Regions from separate parts of the Mus musculus genome. Here all the other regions are linked to region 2. Evidence: chromatin contacts called from public Micro-C and promoter capture Hi-C data. All regions are on one chromosome and are shown on one strand. The core of a region is the stretch at or near the end of the contact, and the rest is flanking DNA. Distances in the headings are between cores, read along the strand shown.

Region 1 (3,562 bases), core at 965-3,464, 160 kb before region 2:
ATCAGTTCTCAATATGTAGCCCTGGCTACCCTATGAAGACCAAGCTGGCCCTGAACTTTCAATGATCTTGTCTCTGCTTCCCTAGTGCTATAGTCAACAGCATATGCCACCATGCCTGACCAAGATAACATACTTTTTATTATTTTTGTGGTGCTGAGGATTTAACACAGGGCCTGTGCATTCTAAGCTCCAGCACTGAGCTGCAGACCCAGTTCCATCTATATTTAAGGAATAAATTTTCAATTCGTGAGTTTTAAGCATTCGACACTTTTACAAAGGATTATTTTTATTTTATGTATATGAGTATTTCCCCTAAATGTATACACATGTGTGCAGTGCCCATGGAGGCCAGAAGAGCGTGCACTGGATCTCCCAGAACTGGAATAACACACAGTTGTGAGCTGCTGTATGTATGGGAACCAATCCCAGGCCCAGTGCAAGAATGGCATGCCCTCTTAACTGCTGAGCCACCTCTCAACCCCAAGACATTTTTATTTTACTTTTATTTTCATTTAAGTTGGGATACTTATTGAATGGTAGCGTAGCATGCCTCAGACCCTAATCAGTTGGTTGTTTTACCTAAAAACAGGAGACATGAGATTGATTAACCCTGAATTTATCTAGTCTATCTGCTCCCTCTCCAATATTTAAGGCACAAAAAGTAACTACGGTATTTTACTGTCAGATTTTACAGAGGCCTATTCCAGACCTGGGAAAAGGCCCCTTCCCAACCATCAGCTTTAGAGTCCAGGAACGGTGAGAGCATCACAAACAGATCATTCTGAATGAGATCATCCAGGAAGCTGTCCCCAGTTCCCACCCCATCACAGTGGAGCAGTCACCTTCATGGGAAACAGATTGTCCCCTCAAGTAATGAGGTATATGTGACTACCTTGCAAGACAATGATTGAAATAACCAATCATAACATGGTTTGACCAATATTTAATTGTTGGTAGCTGATCCCTGCCTCAAATCTTCCCCTCCTTACATCCTAAAACCTCGTGCCAGTTATCTGGAAATAGGCTGTGAAACTCATCTCTATTTTCTCAGTGTGGGCCACAGTGATTAGTATCCTTTTGTTGCCCCTCCCGCACTGGGAGTCAGGCTCTGCTTATGGCTGGTAGAATTAGCAGCAGGTGGTGCACACCTTTAATCCAGGCACTTGGGAGGAAGAGGCAGGCGGATTTCTGAGTTCGAAGCCAGCCGGGTCTACAGAGTGAGTTCCAGGACAACCAGGGCTACACCCTGACTCGAAAAACCAAAATAATAATAATAATAATAATAATAATAATAATAATAATAATAATAATAAATAAATAAAACAAGCAAACAAAAAAGATTTAGCAGCACAGACCAGATTGAACTCATAGAGAACTGCCTGCCTCTGCTGAGTACCAAAATGCCAGCCTAATACCTTTCTTTCTTTTTCTCGGTCGTTCCTCTTTGCTACCTTTGGATAAGTGTAGAGACCTAACTTGGAACGCTCCGAGTGGAGCTTCCGGCCTGAGACACCGCTTATAGGAGCAAAGGAGGAAGAGCAAGTTTTAAAAAAGGATGCTCCTCTGCAGGATACTGTGTGTCTGCTTTTATTTTTTATTTGCATCACCAAAAATCTTGGTATAAAATATTATGAATATATTGGTCTGTGTTTTTACTACGAATTCGCATAGTCTGGGAAACTGAAGATTTTATAGAGAACGTTGTTTTCTTCCCAGAATGGATGAATCCATAGGTAACAAGTAGCAGCCAAAAGGCTTTTAGTTTAGAAGGCCATACTGCTTTTGCAGAGAACCAGAGTTCGGTTCCCAGCATAGGGTGGCTCATATAGCCCACAGTTCCAATTCTAGAGAGCCATCGTCCTCTTCTGAATTCTGGGCAACTACCGAACTCCACCCCTGCACCACCACCCCAAATATATACGTAGAAATAAAATCTTTTCTCTTTTTCCTTTGTAACAGGATCTCCCCAGGTCTCTGACTTTACTAGCTTGACCTCGTACTCACAGGTCAGTGTTTCTGCCTCCTGCGTGCTGATATTAAAGACCTTTGACACCTTGCCCACCCACAAATACTTAAAACCTTCATAATATAAAAAAAAAAAAAAAATAGAAAGCAACGAGTCGCAGAAGTGGGTGTGGCCTGCAGGCGACTTGGAGCACCCGGAAGCCCTCGGGCCCCGCCCGCCTTCGCCCCGCCCCGGCCCGCCCCGCCCCTCTCAGCTAAGGTTCCCGCAGGCCTCAGGGCCGCGGGGGCCTGGCTGCACGTTCCCTGTCGGCGTTCTGCGGCACGGGCCGGTGGGACGTTGGTGGGGTTGCGCTGCGGGGAGGAAGAGGCGACTTTCCACCTTCTAAGCCCGCCTCGGGTCGCGATGTCGTCCGGGGCCGGGTCTCGGCGGCCGCGGGAGCCGCCGGAGCACGAGCTGCAGCGGCGGCGGGAGCAGAAACGGCGGCGGCACGACGCGCAGCAGCTGCAGCAGCTCAAGCACCTGGAGTCCTTGTGAGTCGGCTGGGCCGGGTGCGGGCGGTGCGGGCCGCCGCCGACGGGTGGGCGTCGCGGCCTGGCGAGCCCCCGGCTCCCTCTGCTCGAGGGCGGCGGAAGGACGCGAGGAGGGAGGCCGGCCACTGTCCCCGCCACGGCGACCGTGGCAATGGCAGTTGACGCGTCCGGAAGCCGAGCTCGGAGCCCCTGGGGGTCGAAGGACGCCAGCCTCTGTCCACTACCACGGACGGCATCGGCGGGAAGCTCAGGGTGGAAACTGCGGGAGACGCGCGGGAAGGCAGCGGACCCGCAGCCGGGCCTGAGGGTGGAGCCCGATGACCTGCGACGACTGTAGTGTAGAGTCGCATGTAGGTGAGGGAAGGTGGCGGGCCTCCCGTCCACAAACTAAACCGAGGTAAAAGTCAGAACCGGGGAGGAGAGGTTTGGGGACGCTGAGCGTGGTGAGGACAGGACATTGTAGGAGACTGTAGAAGATGTTTGTTATGCAGACATTTCGTGTGTGTGTTTGAAGACAAGTTTCCCTGTGTGTATCTTATGCAAACAAGTCTCCGTGTGTGTGTGTGTGTGTGTGTGTGTGTGTGTGGTGTGTGTGTGTGTGTGTGTGCGCGCGCGCGCGCCTGCATATTACCTCACCTGCCCGCCACCTTTGATCATTTTATCTATGCTTGACACATCACTGGCACATTGTTTGTGTGTTATTTTCTTCTTTCAGTGATGGTGTTTCAGTATGGAGTTTTCCCTCTTATATGCCCACAACCCCAGGCATCCTGTTCGTGTCTAAGACAAGGAAGGGCTCATGAGCCTCCCACCTTAGACTAGAGCGCCCTCTTAAATTAAATTTCTCTACATGTGACCTCCTTCACCTAGGAAATTTTCACACTACTGCATGAGTATGGGTATGTAAAATAGGGGATACAAGTCAAACACTTACTGATAATAAGACATAAGGAAATGTGTTTAAAGCAGTTCTTATATATGCAGTTTTACCATTGATTAAAAACAAAAGCAAAATTGAATACTAATGAGATAGATTACTTGTTTATTTTTACACAATTTAATCTTG
Region 2 (3,198 bases), core at 155-2,654:
TTTGTGTAAGATATACCTAAAAATAACTCATAAGATGATATAACCAAGGGATCAGGAACTAGACACATCTCTGACAGGCAGACAGACAGAAAAGGGGACCTTAAAGAACAAAAATGGCAAATTTCTGGCTTTTTCCTCACCCCATCCCCCACTCCCCCCACCTCTACTCTGGCTGCAATGACCCATTTCTGGATGCTCAAGGCCAGACAGGGATTTGTTTACCTATAGCTATGGGCCTATCAGATACTCTTCTTTGTAACTGACCAATCCTAAACTAGGGAAAGGGGGACTCATGGTTAGCCTCCAAAATATTTCAAAACCCAAGGGGAAAAAGTGTTGTCCTTTTTCTGCTTCGGTCTGGATGTGCCTGGCTATGTTTGTGTGCTTTGTTTGTTTGTTTTTTAGAGACAGGATCTCTCTGTGTATCCCTGGTTCTTGGAACACTCTATAGGCCAAGCTGGCCTCGAACTGAGAAATCTGCCTGCCTCTGCCTCCTGAGTGATAGGATTAAAGACATGCGCCGCCACCACCCGGCGGTGCTTTTTAACTTTTATTAAAATTTGATACCTGTTGCTGCTACCTACTGTGTCTGAGGTTTTTATTTATTTATTTATTTATTTATTTTTTTTTTTTTAAAAGATTTATTTATTATATGTAAGTACACTGTAGCTGTCTTCAGACACTCCAGAAGAGGGAGTCAGATCTCGTTACGGATGGTTGTGAGCCACCATGTGGTTGCTGGGATTTGAACTCTGGACCTTCGGAAGAGCAGTCGGGTGCTCTTACCCACTGAGCCATCTCACCAGCCCTATTTTTTATTTTTTGTTTGTTGGTTTGGTTTGGTTTTTTGAGACAGGGTTTCTCTGTGTAGCCCTGGCTGTCCTGGAACTCACTCTGTAGACCAGGCTGGCCTCGAACTCAGAAATCCACCTGCCTCTGCCTCCCAAGTGCTGGGATTAAAGGCGTGCGCCACCACTGTCGGGCCAGATTATTTTCCTGTTGCTACCTGCGGTGCTGGTCCTGTCTCACTTCTTTAATTGGCAAAGGAGATTGAACTCGATCCAGACCCTAGGACGATATCTCCGCCCTTTGTACAAGGCTAAATGCAAGCGTTCAGGTGGCGGTGGGCTCTTGCACAGGATGCCATACCTCAGGATACCTGCGGAGCGAGAAGTTGTCATTTTTAAACGGTGGGAATAAAGTTGGCTTGCTTTATGCACTCATGGATTGGTGCCAGCTTCTGTCAGTCAGGTCTGAGCCGGATGAGAACTGAAACCCTGTCCAATCGAAGGCGCCGGGGTGAGAAACGCGCAATCGGGCGCATAGACAAAGGGAAGGGGGCGGGCTTTGGCGGTCCGGCCTTTGTCTCTGACGTGACAGCATACCACCATCTTGGGATCTGGAGCCGGTGTCCCAGGTTCGGGGGACTCTGTCGGTACCGGCACGGGTCTGCGCCGCGCAGCGAGGACGCGGGGTGTCTCGACTCCGCCATGGTGAGCGCGGCGTCCCCGCGGAGCCGGCGGCTGCAGAGTCCGAAGCCCGAGCCCTCCGCACCCCAGCTGTGGGGTGGGGGCTGGGCCCCCCGAGTGTCCTGTCGCGTCCCTGGTCCTCGCGTGGGGACTCGAGTCCCGCCGCTGTGCTCTCCCTGGCTGGGATACTGGAGCGCAGGTCACGGTCCTTGGACCGAAGTCCCCCGCGGGGTTTGGGGCTTGCGGCACATTCTTGCAACCAGCTGTTCTGAAAGGACTTGTGTCAGCTGGACAGTGCCAGCAACCGACCCCCCAGGTTACCTGGCCCCAGTGAAGGGTTGCCCCAGGATTTTCCTGGCCCCGCGACTCTGCACGACCCAGCCCCATCACCTTCAGCCCTGTATGCCCCTTGCTCTGTGGCTTGTTTCTGAATTTCAGGATCGCACTGAAGGGTGTTCTTAACTGTACTGATTTTAGTATTTAGTTTTTAACTGTACTGATTTTAGACGCTAGTCCCTTGATTTCTCACCTTTTCCCCTCAGGGCATGTATTTTCTTGGGTCCCGTTCTCTAGGGCATGGGTTGGAATCTGAGTACCTACCTATTCTCTGAATACCTTACGTTCTCTGTGATGGAGCCTAGGAAATGCATACTAGGGAAGTGGCTCTGTCGCCAGCCCAGCCCCCACAGAACAGGAATGTCAATGCCTTGGGCTGAGAATCTAGGTGTCCAGGTTTCTTCCCAGAGGCAAAAAAAGAATTGAAGACCTAGGGACCGAGAAAGTAGAGAAAGGTAAACCCCTCACCTCTGCAGAGGTGACAACAAGCATCTCTTGAAGCAGAAAGCCGCCTGGCAGGCGGAGGGGAGGGATGGATCTCCCTGAGCACATGAACCAGCACTCTGCTTCCCTGGCCGTCTTTCTTTCCCCACCTCTGTTTGCATTTCTCTGTTGGCTGTTCTATGAAGCCTAGAGCCAATAGCTCTCCTTGCTGCGACTCTCAACCCTAAGTAGAGATGGGATAGAGGCTCTCTGGACACTTTACTGAATGGTAAGTTGAGGCCAGGGAATGGTTCTAAGTATGAATGACTTCCTCAGTGCCTGTCACTGGTCAGCCAGGGTAGTCATAGAACTCAGAAGTTGGTGTCTACTAGACTCAAGGAGACTCCCAAAGGGATGGGAGAGACAGTGTTTGCCAATACCCCTATAGTCTCAGAGGATGAATGAAGAACTGAGGAGTCTGTAGGAGGGATGTAGGCCTGAGAAAGGGTGTGATGGAGGAAGGCAGGGTGTGATGGAGGAAATAAGGGCCTGAGGGAGGAGGTGAGGGCCTGAGGGTGGAAACCAGGACCTGAGAGAGGAGGTGACAATCTGAGGGAGGAGGCCAGAGCCTGAGGGAGGAGGCCAGGGCCTGAGGGAGGAAGTAAGGGTCTGAGGGAGAGGATGCCTCAATCTGAGAAAGAGTTGATGGAAAGGGATTTGAGGATGGGACAACTGAAAAGAGATCTGATCCTGAAGATCAGCTCTGAGGGAGGACTCAGGTTTGAGGAGATGTGAAGAGTGAAGGCAAAGACAGACCGGATAGAAAGGAGAAACCTTAAGGCAAATGGGAAGAGAAAGGAAGCCCCCCCCCCCCCTCTGCAGGACCCCTTCCTCTGGAGTCTGACGAAGTCTTGTCAGCTGAAGCTCAACTAGAATAAAGCTGTAAAGTTGCCAATGCAGTCTTACTTCT
Region 3 (3,556 bases), core at 521-3,020, 260 kb after region 2:
AACCTCCTTTAAAAAATTAAAAAAATAATAATAAAAAAATAAAAAGCGTGCTTTCACAGGACAACCAAATACATGCCCAAAAAGCCAAACAATCAGTACGACTCTCAAGTCTTGCTTATCCAAGTTTGGATACCTATTTATGACCTCTTAAGCTGTATGAGTCTAATGGGGATCTATCATACCGAACCTTTAGCACAAACCTCTTCACCTGCTTCGGAGCAGTGTGATGTCCCCCTGACAGAAAAGGTGCTAGCGCCCACATTCTGAGGTCTAGAGTACTTGGCACACTTAAAACCAACACAATGTGTGTCCTTCCAAGGATGATAAAGACCACCCTAAACGCTCAATCATTTCCCTCGCCACCACTTTTCCTTTCTTTCTTTTTTCTGTTGCTGTTCTTCTTTGTTTTTTGTTCATTTTGCTACAAGGTCTATGTAGCCTAGGCTGGCCTGGAATTCACTACATAACTGACCCTGACTTTAAGATTCTGACCCTTTTGCCTCAGCACCCCCAGTGTTGTGATTCCAGGCTTGTTTATGTGGTGCTAGGGATCGGATCTGGGGTTTCATGGGCTAGTAACTGAACCAATCCTCAACCCATTTTTTTTTAATTTATTACTATTAGTGTGTGTGCATGTGCGTGTGTGTGTGTGTGTGTGTGTGTGTGTGTGTGTGTGTGTGTGTACCATGTAGAGTTGATTCTCTCTTTCTTTCTTTACATGGGTTCAGGGGATCACACTTCAGGTCGCTACCTAGCATGGTGGCAAATATCTTTCATTCCAACACCTGGGAGAGGCAGATGGATACCTGAGCTGGAGGCCACTCTGACCTATCAAGGACGTTCCAGGACAGTCAGTGCTACACCGAGGAACCCTGTCTCAAAAAACAAACAAACAAACATCAGATTTCCAGGCCTGTATGGCAAGAACCTTTTCTTGCTGAGCTATCTTTCCAGCTTCCTGCAGCCTTCTGTTTTGTTTTATTTTATTTTATTTATTTTTGAGAACCGGTCTTATGTAACCCAGGCTGGCTTTGAACTCTTGATCACTCTGACTATCTTCTAAAGTTAGCCTTACATCGTGCTCACCTTACTTTTGTTTTATGTTTGGTTGGTTGGTTGGTTTGGTTTGGGTTTTTTTGTTGTTGTTGTTGTTTGTTTGTTTAGATTTTCTTTTCTTTGTTCTTTAATTAAAAAAAAAAAAACCCAGGGTCTCCTAAGCAGCACGCAACAGCCTGAAGTTTGCTATGTAGCCCAGATCAGCATAAAGTGCTGTGTAGCCCATGCTAGACTCAAACTACCTTCCTGGCTCACCACACCTAGTATTCTAATATCACCAGAGGCCATGTGGAAACAAAAACTGTTCACTTCGGATCTAGCAGAACGGGTCTGGGTCTGAGTGTTTGCCCTTTCCCAGCCCTCCCAGACATCACCCATGCACCCCTGGTTGTGTTTGGGTCACCAAAGGCTGTTTTTTACCCCTTCAGAGTTAGATGCTGGACTGAAGAGGGGAACCCAATTTGTCGGCAAAGCTAAAGTAATACTCGAGAGTGGTGTCAAGACTAGAGTCAGAGTCCGCAGGCAAGAAAGAGCCAAGATCTGATGCCTCATCCTATTCTCTTTTGGCACGCAGAGTCTAGGCCCGCACTCGCTTCCACCTGCCGCGCCGTCGGGAGCCGGGAGGAGGCGGAGACCCACCGTCTCAGCCAATGAGCGACGCCGGCGCTGGCAGCTGCCTCTATAAAGGGCTGGGGGCGGCGGCAGTGCGACCCAGAGCGCGGAGCGCGCAGCGCGGGCCGGTGGGAGGGAGGGAGGGCGGGCGAGAGGAGAGGACCCATCACCCGGCACGGGACAGGCCGAACTGAGGGCCCGCCGCAGAAGGCAGAGCTGCCGAGATCTCAGTCACAGAAAGAGCGACTTCTTCAGGCCCGGCGGGGCCGCGCTCCGGGCACCCTCCACTGCGTGCCCGCTCCCTCCATCCACCTGCCGCTGGGGGTCTGGCCGTCGAAGCGCGCATCCCCAGGCTCGGGTCAGTTCCCGGCCTTCGAAGGCGCCGCCGCCTCCATCTCCTCCTCTGCAGCGGCCGCAGACGCAGACGCCCGGGCGGGACCCCGGCGTGAGCACCAGGCGCCCCCCTAGGAGTGCACGACCCCCGGAGCCGCCCTCGATACGGACCGCGCCCGCCGGGCACACAAGAATGGTCACTGTAGGTACTCCCTTGTCGCCGCGAGACGAACACGGGAGGGAGGGGCGGAGGCTGGCTCCACGGAAACGCGGGGAGTGGGGGGGTAGGACCAGGCCTAGCTAGGCCTAGGGGAGGGGGGGGGGTAGTACCGCGCCTCGGGCCTGAGAGTGGCCAGAGCTGCATCCGGAGTTTTGGGGAGTGGAGCCTGGTTCGAGAGGCTTTGGAAAGCCAGGCTGTGTACAGGGTGCCCTCAGCCACCCGGTGGTCCTTGTGGCTCCTCACTGGAAGGCTGTGGGGGAGGGGCCGCGGCGGCGGAGGATGCTTCCAGCATCCCAGGCCCAGACCCGCAGGCCGCCCAGGAGGACAAGGGCCACGATCTCCCACTGTTGGTCCGGGTAATGCCACTCGGCCTTCTCTGAGAGCTTTTTGGGGGGGAGGGGAGATGGAGAGGCGGGTGGCGTCGGATCGCGCTGCTCTAAGCCCGAGCCGCACCCGAAAGGCGGGCATCTTCGTCCTCGAACCCCGTCGACCTTGCGGCAAGCGGGGAGGGGAAGAGGAGGGGGCGCCCTGAGGCCTCGCGGCGGCCGCCGTGATCCCTTTGTTTCTCCGCCGGGCCGTAGCCTCGCGCGGGGCCTTGGGGCTGCGGGGGGGGGGGTAGTGCGGGAGGGGGGCTCCCCGTTCCCCGGCCGCTGCCTCCGGGTGAGGGCGTCCGGGGCTGCAGCAGTACTCCATAGGGCCTGCTGCACGCGCCCTCCCCGGTCAGGGCTCCGGGCCGCAGGGTGACCTTGAACGCGCCCGCAAATCGGGCCGCCTGGCCGGCGCACGGTTGCTTTCAGCAGCCTCGGAGCTGGTCAGCTCCCGAACTCACGGCCCCGCCCGACATGCCACGCCCTGTCGTGCCACGCCCATCCAGGCCCCGCCCCTAGGCCCCCTGGACCTGGCCTCAAGCGAGCCCTAGGACCTCCACCCCGCAGCCCGGGCGTGTCCCGGGGCGGGGCTGGCCAGTGCTCACCGCACCCTGGCTCCACCCCCGCCTCCCTGAGCGACTAGCTCCCCGCGCCGCCAAGCGTCCTTTGTCTGGTCCCCGCGCCCAGCCTACCTTTTCCGCTCTTTGGAGATCTCTTCCTGTGTGTCTCTGAACACCAAGTGTTGTTCCCGGCCTCCTTTTCGAGTCGTGGTGTGCACGGTGGGGGTCGGGAAGCTCAGTAGTCCATCTTGAGTCTCCTCTCTCCTGGGCCCTGGCACTAGGCCACCTGGCTTTAAGAAAGAACCACCTCCTCCCCATGCCTTCCCAAGGGCTCAGCTTGCTGTGTGACCTCAGGCTATTTTCTTACCATCTCTGGGCCTCAAGGTGCTCATCCAGGTCTGAGAACA

What was found. Hi-C and Micro-C count contacts between places; a contact is called where the count stands out from the background. Capture Hi-C pulls out chosen DNA fragments and counts their contacts.
Region 1: a promoter capture Hi-C map of liver shows a contact between it and region 2. The contact joins the promoter of Rp9 here to the promoter of Zfp810 in region 2. A contact is called at or near these places in 2 of 39 promoter capture datasets (erythroid cells and liver), 7 of 484 Hi-C or Micro-C datasets (CD4 T cells, CD8 T cells, double positive thymocytes and 3 more) and 3 of 9 other capture datasets (adipose tissue, liver and pancreatic islet).
Region 3: a contact with region 2 is called in a Micro-C map of embryonic stem cells, with 2.4 times the contacts expected there. The contact joins the promoter of Elavl3 here to the promoter of Zfp810 in region 2. A contact is called at or near these places in 5 of 484 Hi-C or Micro-C datasets (B cells, CD4 T cells, embryonic stem cells and 1 more) and 1 of 9 other capture datasets (liver).

The regions. Positions count from the first base shown.
Region 1 is chr9:22,467,008-22,470,569 of GRCm38.p6, reverse strand. Rp9 (retinitis pigmentosa 9 (human)) reads left to right here and starts at 2,214. Exons shown (of 6, transcript NM_018739.2): 1 at 2,214-2,496. The coding sequence starts at 2,369.
Region 2 is chr9:22,305,844-22,309,041 of GRCm38.p6, reverse strand. It overlaps Zfp810 (zinc finger protein 810), which reads left to right and starts at 1,404. Exons shown (of 8, transcript NM_145612.2): 1 at 1,404-1,493.
Region 3 is chr9:22,050,237-22,053,792 of GRCm38.p6, reverse strand. Elavl3 (ELAV like RNA binding protein 3) reads left to right here and starts at 1,770. Exons shown (of 7, transcript NM_010487.2): 1 at 1,770-2,203. The coding sequence starts at 2,195.